Regions from separate parts of the Mus musculus genome. Here region 2 is linked to region 1. A link is a contact called in public HiChIP or PLAC-seq data. All regions are on one chromosome and are shown on one strand. The core of a region is the stretch at or near the end of the contact, and the rest is flanking DNA. Distances in the headings are between cores, read along the strand shown. Region 1 overlaps Crmp1 (collapsin response mediator protein 1). Region 2 holds the start of Nsg1 (neuron specific gene family member 1).

Evidence for each region. HiChIP or PLAC-seq counts read pairs in DNA pulled down with a chosen protein or histone mark.
Region 2: an H3K4me3 HiChIP or PLAC-seq map of embryonic limb bud shows a contact between it and region 1, with 5 times the contacts expected there. The contact joins the promoter of Nsg1 here to the enhancer-like site in region 1. A contact is called at or near these places in 9 of 39 promoter capture datasets (the 3T3-L1 cell line, cranial neural crest, frontonasal cranial neural crest and 5 more), 1 of 484 Hi-C or Micro-C datasets (cortical neurons), 7 of 115 datasets of contacts at active chromatin or transcription factors (astrocytes, embryonic forebrain, embryonic hindbrain and 4 more) and 1 of 9 other capture datasets (embryonic stem cells).

Annotation. Positions count from the first base shown.
Region 1 is chr5:37,286,502-37,290,516 of GRCm38.p6, reverse strand. Crmp1 (collapsin response mediator protein 1) reads right to left here. Exons shown (of 14, transcript NM_001136058.2): 12 at 3,970-4,015; 13 at 1,547-1,712. It also overlaps a transcript of Evc not described here. Among named protein-coding and RNA genes, the nearest start is that of Crmp1, 46 kb to the right of the region's middle. Within about 2 kb of position 1,981, at least 8 of the 459 cell types and tissues checked have an H3K27ac peak or open chromatin away from gene starts, as enhancers often do.
Region 2 is chr5:38,157,010-38,161,113 of GRCm38.p6, reverse strand. It overlaps Nsg1 (neuron specific gene family member 1), which reads left to right and starts at 1,371. Exons shown (of 5, transcript NM_010942.4): 1 at 1,371-1,723; 2 at 2,083-2,237. The coding sequence starts at 2,109.

The sequences.
Region 1 (4,015 bases), core at 732-3,231:
TTCTCCCAGCTGTCCCATTGTCAGCTATCTGTCTGTCTGTCTGTCTGTCTGTCTGTCTTCCTGGCCACTCAGGACTCAGCCTACACTTCATTCATTTTCCATCATGCGCCTTCATTCCATCTTCAGGTAACTATTACCGTGAAGATGCCTGCTAGCCTAACACACTGCACCTATGTGCCAGAGCAGTGCCCTGCCTTGGAAGTGGACGAGGGTGAACTTTATAGCAATGCAGGGGAATCAGCTATGCGGCTGGCAGCAGGATTGACATTTGGTAAATGTCCACGAAGCCCTGAGGGCAGCACTGTGAGCTTCAGAGGGGATAGAGGGCCCAGGCAGAGAGCGGGCCAAAAGCCCTAACACAGGCTTGTTATTACAGGGCTATCTTTGATCTAAAGATTATTATATCCACATCTAAGGATAGATCTACAGTATTCAGTTGTCTGATGGACTTAGAGAGCCAGTCTGCCAGCTCCTCCCAGCACAGAAGGCAGCCTTCTGCGCATACCAGACAAGATTCAAGAGCTGTGCTTGGAATCTTTTTGTGCAATAACATTGGCTACCTTTAATATCAGAATTGTACTCGGGTAGCTATTTCAAGAAAGGATAGTGAAAAGTGAGTTGTGTCCCAGGGTCCCCTGACCCAGGATCCACTGTATTCCCTGTGCAGAGTACTTCTCATCCTACAATTTAAGCTAAAACTACACCCTCTTTCTATCCTTCCACCCTCTCTGTTGCTAGCACATACTCTTTCTGGTATGACCCACTGACCTACTTTAGCCCACTGCCTGTTTTTATACAGCTCAAGAGCCCAGGTTCACATTTTAAGTGGCTCCTGTTTTTATTTTTATTTTTCCCCCCACAGGTTCCTGTTTTTAAAAGCCATTGAATCCAACAACCTGAACTCTAAACTGTGGAATTCAGCAAGTTCTTTGGCTCATCTGAAGCTGTCCAGATGTGCATCATTGATCATCAAATCCCTAGGACCCTACACTGGCTCTAACTGGAATTTCAATGACAGTACAGTGCTCCCAGTGTTGTGTCTGCCCTCGTGTGGCCATCTGGTGGAGTTGCAGGTACACGTCTTCAAGCTGGGACCTTATTCCTAAGCATTGTTGAGCCCTGAATCCTAAGACTGAATTTTGTGAAACTTCAAACAATACCAGGAACACACCACCACCATGTGGGGGTGACATAAAGTCCATATTGTGCTTCCTAAGCCAGGAGGGCGGGTGTGGTTGAGGGCCAGGCACAGAGCATGTACCCAGGAAATGACAGGGCTCCTGCCTCATACCTACCTCTGGGCTCCACGATTAGCTTCCTGGTATAAGAGTGGCAGTGTCCTCTCTCCCACCCCCATAATGCTTAAGCCCAGGGCTGACTTGTGCCAAGGTCAAGAATTAACATGCTGTGCTGCACCCTAGAAACACCCGCCTAGACTGTGTCTTGGGGGCATAGCAGAGGAGTGTGCCCATGCCTTCTGGCCTTCTCCACCTATGCCCACAGCCATGTGCCCCTTTCCACAGGAGCCTGGCTTCCATGAGACTACCTGATAAGCTGAAGTTGGACTGGTGGAGGTTCCGGATGGGTGGGGGTTGGTGTTTAGAAGGCGAGGATTTGGCAGAAGGAGCAGGAGCAGCATGTTTGGGTGTAGCTGGCACCTCGTACACAGGCCCATCGTACATGCCCCTGGAAACACTATGCAACCCGAAAACCTTAACAGAAGGAGAGAAGAGTCAGATGATCACTGTGTCTGTGCTTCTGTCCAGCCAACAACGCTCACTAAGCCACACTTGTGCCCACAGAGACATGTGCCCACACAGCACAGTGCAATATGGATGCACACACACACACACACCAGTCTCATCTTTACAGAGTACACAGGGAGATGAGGAACTGGGGGCAGGAGACTGGTTAAAGGAGGGAGGCTAAGACAGGGCACCAGAATCAAGGACTTCCCAATGGTGGCCACAAGAGGGCAGGCTGCCACCATCCAGAAGCAAGGAGGCTGTCTGCCATGACACTGAAAGAAGTCCAACAGCCCAGGACTGAGAGAGGGACCCATGGAGCCAGCTGGAGATCTCTACAGCCCAGACAGTCTCGAAAATGTCCTACGGAGATGACACTGGCTCCAGGCCTCAGAGAACAGCGTGTATCCAGGGAACTGTCCAAAGCCTTAAACGGACCAGTGATGTCAAGTGTTCTGACCCCAGTTCCAGATTCCTCCTCCTCCAAAACTGGCAGGCTGAGCTTTGTCCCAAGTCCCTGCTCCCTGACTACCAAGGCCTCCAGTGACTTGTGCCCCTGTCACCCTGCATGTCATGCCTCCCTTCAGTCACTACCCTTCCCTCGGCTCAGGGCAGCCAAAGGCAGGTTCTGTGCCCCACTCCCAGCCTGGCTCCTGTCCACTGCCCAGGCACTAGGGCAGGGAACCCCAGGTACAGTAACCGGACTCTCGAATGCAAACTGATGACTTAGCATGGGCCAGGTACTTTCTCCGTGACAGTTAACTGTTCACCACAGGACTCAGCCGCAGACCAGGTCTACAGCCCAGCCAAGGCTGTGAGGAGTGGGCATCCCAGCCATTTTGGTACCTGAGACCTCTGGCCCACAGAGCCTGTGATGTGTGTCTATCTGGTACTGCCCCTTGTAGCAGAGGCAGAGGGAGAACTGACCGGGGCAACTCTGTGGGGTCTGAGGCTTGGAGAAGGTGTCTGAGTTCGCTGTCTAATCAAGAAGTAGTGCTACCATTGATAAAGTACAAGAATGAAAACACACACAGGAGAATGCAGCCACTCAAGTACAAATTTACATATGCATGTGTGCACACCCAATATGCAAGACACACACACACATATATACATATGTATAATATGTATATATGTATAATATGTATATATGTGTGTGTATATACATATATATACATACGTATAAATACATATATATGCATATGTACAGTACATACAATGAATATGCACATGCATGCACAGTGTACTCAGTAGGCACACAACCACACATATGCATATACTGTACAATATACACAATGGATAAATGAACATATACATACATGTGTACACAGTGCAAAGTGGGCACACACATATGCATACATTTATAGTATACATAATAAACACATGTATACATAATATACAATGGATAAATGAATACACACAAATATGTATGCGCAGCACACATAGGTGCACACATATGCATACATGTATAATACAAGCAACAGACAAATGTTTACACATGCATGCATGCACATTACACACAATGAGTATGTACACATGTGCATGTGTGTGCAATACATGCAGTGGCACACCTGTGTAGTACACAACACAGATACACATGTGTACATGCACAAGAAATAAAGACACACAGACAACACACACACAGGTGGCCTTTCCAGCACAGCATCACTTAGATCATGTAGATAATGAGTTCATATGGTGACAGGAGGGTCACAGACAGGGGGTGGGGGATGGCCACAGTAAGAACTTCAGAGTTCCCTCTTCTGAGTCAGAGACAAGGACAAGAGCTTCCTGGGGCCTTCCAAGGCCACAGCTCAAGATTTTGGAAAAGAAGTAGATACGATGTGGCAGGAGGGGAGGAGGAGAGAGCTAGGCAGGTCAGCTGGGAGACAGCCCTCAGACTGTGGGCTGTAGATGGGTAACTGGGTAAGTCTTCTGAGGCCCTGAGCATCATGTGCTAATCTGAAAAATAAAGCTCATGACTCTGCAGTGGGCTATGTGAGGAACCTCCAAGATGTGCAAGGCAGAGCCCCAAGCAGCTCACGAGCACCTCTCACACATGGGTGCACCGGACACAGACTGCAAAGCCCCGCAACCTCCCTGGCCTTGTCTGGTCTCAGATGAACACATAGGGACACACAGCCACACCCATTGACCCTCCACAGGACAGAGCCCTGTTCCCAGAGAAGGGGACAGCAACTCAAGGGCCCTCCGTGCAGCTCACCTTGCTTCTGATCCTGACACGCTGGTAGAGATGCTCTGGGAATGGC
Region 2 (4,104 bases), core at 122-2,621, 870 kb before region 1:
CTTGGACATACATCCTCTCCTTGAGCATGCTCCCTTCTCTGACTCTCTGTCACATCTCCGGGTAGGAGCTGAGGCTTTGTCCTTGAAAGGTGGCAGTGTGTCTTGCGCACTTTGTGTTTCTGATGCCCTTCATGGGGTTCAGATACAAGCAAAGAAAACCACACAGAAGTAATGTGCAATCCCCAGGCCAGCAAGTCGCGGCATAACCCTGGCTGTCTAGGGGATAGCCTGATCCTGGGCTGTCTTGGAGGGAGAGGGTGTGATCCTATTGCTCTTGTGAGGATTCTGACTGCAGAGTAGGCTAGTGCCGTGAAAAGGCTGGAGACTGAGATAGAGATAAAGCCTTTCTCTTACACAAACTAGACAGTCTGACTGGTAGGCCCCGTGATGCCTGCAGGCTAGTGCCTGGGTGGTTTCAAACTCCTTTCTCAGCTGCCAAGAGGACAACCTGATGTCAGACAGGTGTCTTCAAGCCCTTCCCTCAGCCTGGAGAAGCCCAGAAAGGCACCCGAGATGAGACTCTGGGCCCTAGTCAGGCTGACCTGACTTGACTCAATGGCATCCGGGACCTTGTCAAGGCCTGGGCAGAGAAACCCGGGCAAACCTCCCCCCACCCCTTTAAAGAAGGGGCCCTCCTGGAGAGTCTGGAATTTGGACCTATATAGGCTGCTGTTGAAGGTTTCTGTTATTCTCCAGGTTTCTCTGGGGAACAGAATGATGGCCGCAGATGATGAGGCGCTGCTCCTCCCGCGCCGGCCCTCAGCCCTACTCCTTTTGTAGCTTCGCTTTCACATCCAAGTAGTCTTCCCTATCCTGCATCCTGCAAACAAGGCCGACTAGAGGTCTGTAAAGTGCAGTGGCCTTCATTAGGGTGGCCGCCTGGGGCACCGGTCAGCCTAGAACCTCATTCTTCCTTTTGGGTCTCTATGCTATCCATGCGGACTGCAGCTGCGGTCGGGAGATTCCCACCTCCCCTTCCGCCTTGACCACTGACAGCTTTGGCTAGTCTGCCTCTTGAGCAGAACTTTGAGCTCTGAACACCTGGCCTCTTGTTCCCACACTCTAGGCATGCATCCCTAGTGGGACAGCACTACCTCACATCCTGCAATCTCCCTCTTTTTATAGGGACCCGCCCTCATTTTCCTTCCCTCTCCCACTTAGCCTCACACTAAGAGCCACCGAGGTGTATCACCTACACTGTCCTCCGAAAATCTTTGTCATCCTTCAGATCTGATTGACAGTGGGCCGGCACCTTGCCTTCATCCACCTTTGGGGCTCCCTGGCTTCCCATTATCTCCTCCTCCCTCCTTCCCTTCCTTCCCCCCAATCTCCCCGCGCTCGGCCGCCGCCCCAGGGTTGCGCAGCCCGCTCGGGTATTCCCTTAGTCGGGCATTGGGAGTCTCAGGTTCTCCTTCCTCCGGTCGGGGAGCGCGCGGGGTCCCCGGGGGACCCCCACTGCAGTCGCGTGCTCCTTTGTGCGACCGATCCGCGCGCGGGCGGCGCTGCGTCAAGGCGGAGGCGCATCCGCGCGGCCCCACGCGCACTCCCGCGCGCGGCCCCCGGGAACGGCAGGAAGGAGGCGGCGCGCGGAGGCGGGAGGCACAGAACCCAATCGCCGATCCCCCGGCCGCGGCGCCGCCTCCGCCATTGCTGTGCGCGGGAGCGGGCGACACTGAGCCTCGGAGCGCGCTTGGAGCCCAGATCTTCCGGAGCCAGGCGTGGGGTGAGTGCGGGTGGCGAACGGGGAGGGCAGAGGAGCATCTCTCAAGCAGAGGGCCGCGGGAGACCTGCAGGAGGCCAGTGCCACCCGACAGGGTACGCGTCCAGAAAGGCTGGGCACGGGTAGCGTCCCCTTACCCGGCCGTGATGCGCCCTGCGGGATGGGAGTCTAGAAATGTTAGTCAATACACAGCCTGAGACTCTGATCTGGCTAGATCGCCGCGTCCCTGCTACCTCTCTGGGGAGATAAGGCGGGGACAGCGACCGCGGAGACAGCGGGTGGGTGTGCGGAGTCCTTCTGGCTGTGCCCCGCCCGGTCGGGCCACGGCTCGCCCTGACCCCCGCGCGGCCCTCCCTCCGCAGGCCGCAGCCTCGTGTCTTTCGCAACCATGGTGAAGTTGGGGAATAATTTCGCAGAGAAGGGCACCAAGCAGCCACTGCTGGAGGATGGCTTCGACACCATTCCTTTGATGACGCCCCTCGATGTCAACCAGCTGCAGTTCCCACCCCCAGATAAGGTATGAGCCCCCCGCGACATTCCCGCGCTGCTGAGTGTGCACCCCTAAATCTTCGGCTGCAACTGAAACAAAAGAAACGCCTTGTGCGCGTGGAGAGGTGGAGGCGGGCTCAGCCAGGAGGAGGAAGGCAGGGAGAGCACAATGTACCCTCGTGATTATGGGTTTGGTGATGCTGGAGACCCCCCTCCCCCGCCTTAGATGACACCTTTGTCTCGGCAAGACTCCTCAGTGGAAGTCCCCCTCTTGATTTGGGGGAGTCTTGTGAGAGCGTTGCTTGTTGGTATGGGGGGTCAGGAGTGATCTTAGGGAGCTAGCTGGTCCTTATGCTTTCCTTGTGCGGGGGTTTCAGCTCCACTTGCCTCACTGGGTGTGTGCTGATTCCTCTTTGTTCCTTTTGTGACATCTCCAGATCTGAGCTCGAGCTTGGCAATGCTAGTGTAACCAGGACCATCTTTATCCTGATGGTATTTTTTTCCCCTGACTTAAAGACTCCTCTCTTAAACACTACATCCAGCGGGGCATCGTTTTCAAGCCATAACGTTTAAAAGCAAATTCTACCCTTAAAGTAGATGACAGCATTACCGCACGCTCATGTAAAGCTACACGCCCTTTATCGACAGTCCCAACACACAAAGGAGCTTGGACACTATTCCTGAATGCTTTACATTTATTGTCTTCATTTCTTTCCCGATAACGAGGCTCTGGCTCCAGGCTCTGTGTTCACTGGGCAGCAGTAGAATGGGGTATAGAAGGGACCTGCTGTGGGTCTTCAGTGGTGGCTCTCAGGGGCTTCTTTCACAAAACCCCAAATTTGGGTTCTTCCCAAGGTGATTTCATCCCCCTAATTTTATTGTCTGGTTTTTTTTCCCCCCCGAGGGTGGGGTGGGGAGATGGCAACATGGGAGCAGAGAAGGGGCTGCCAGCAGGTGTTTCCCTTTGGGAAAGGAAAATCAGCTGTTCATACACGGAGTGACATGAACTTGTGTACCCTGTGCCACAGCTGTTGGTCCAGACTGGCCGTCATAGGAGGAACGGGGCTGTTGAGTCTTTGACCTCCACCCTATGGTCCCTATCTCCCGAACCCTCCTGCCTTAATACATGCAGCCAAGGAGCACTAGAAGCCTGTGCCAGGATCTCTGTGTCCTGAAGCAGCACCTCTATCAGGCGATCCCTCTGCTCGGCCTCAGCATCCTCTTTTACCCTCAGTGTGATCCGTTCCAGAACTGCCTGGCATGGTCGGCTCCAGGGAGGAGAGCTTCAGACAGCCCTCACATGCTGCCAGCCAGTCCTGTTGCTCAGGAGTAGGCTAGGTGGCTCTGTAAGCTACTGAGTCTCTCCTCTTTTGAGGTAACTGATGGGGATGCTCCAGAGAAGGGTATCCCTGTGGGAACTGGTCCATGGGCTAGAAGGCTTCCAAAGTCACCAAAGAGGAGACAGATTCTCAGAGTTCACCAAATGCACCCAAGGTCATCGTGCTGAAGGTCACCGGCCTCCCAGAAGTTTCTAGCCTTGCTGCTGAGTCCATTCTGCTTATAACTGGACACCTCTCACACAATTGACACGATTTAGGGAGGTGAGGGATGTGACTTCTGAGAGCCAGGTTGCACCCACCTGAGAATATGCACCGGTGCTGAGGGCTGCCATTCACATCAGGAACACAGCCTTGCCTGACATCAGTTAGGTACACTTGCCATACCAGGCTCGGTCCTGTGCACTTCACAGGTTAAACTTCAACATGCCCACATCGCTGGGAGGCAGCCACTACCACTGCCCTCCCTCATTTGACAGACACAACAGTGAAGGGCTAGACCAGAGAGTTTAACAGACCTGTCCAAGGTCACCTGACAGTTTGGGGTAGACACGGTTT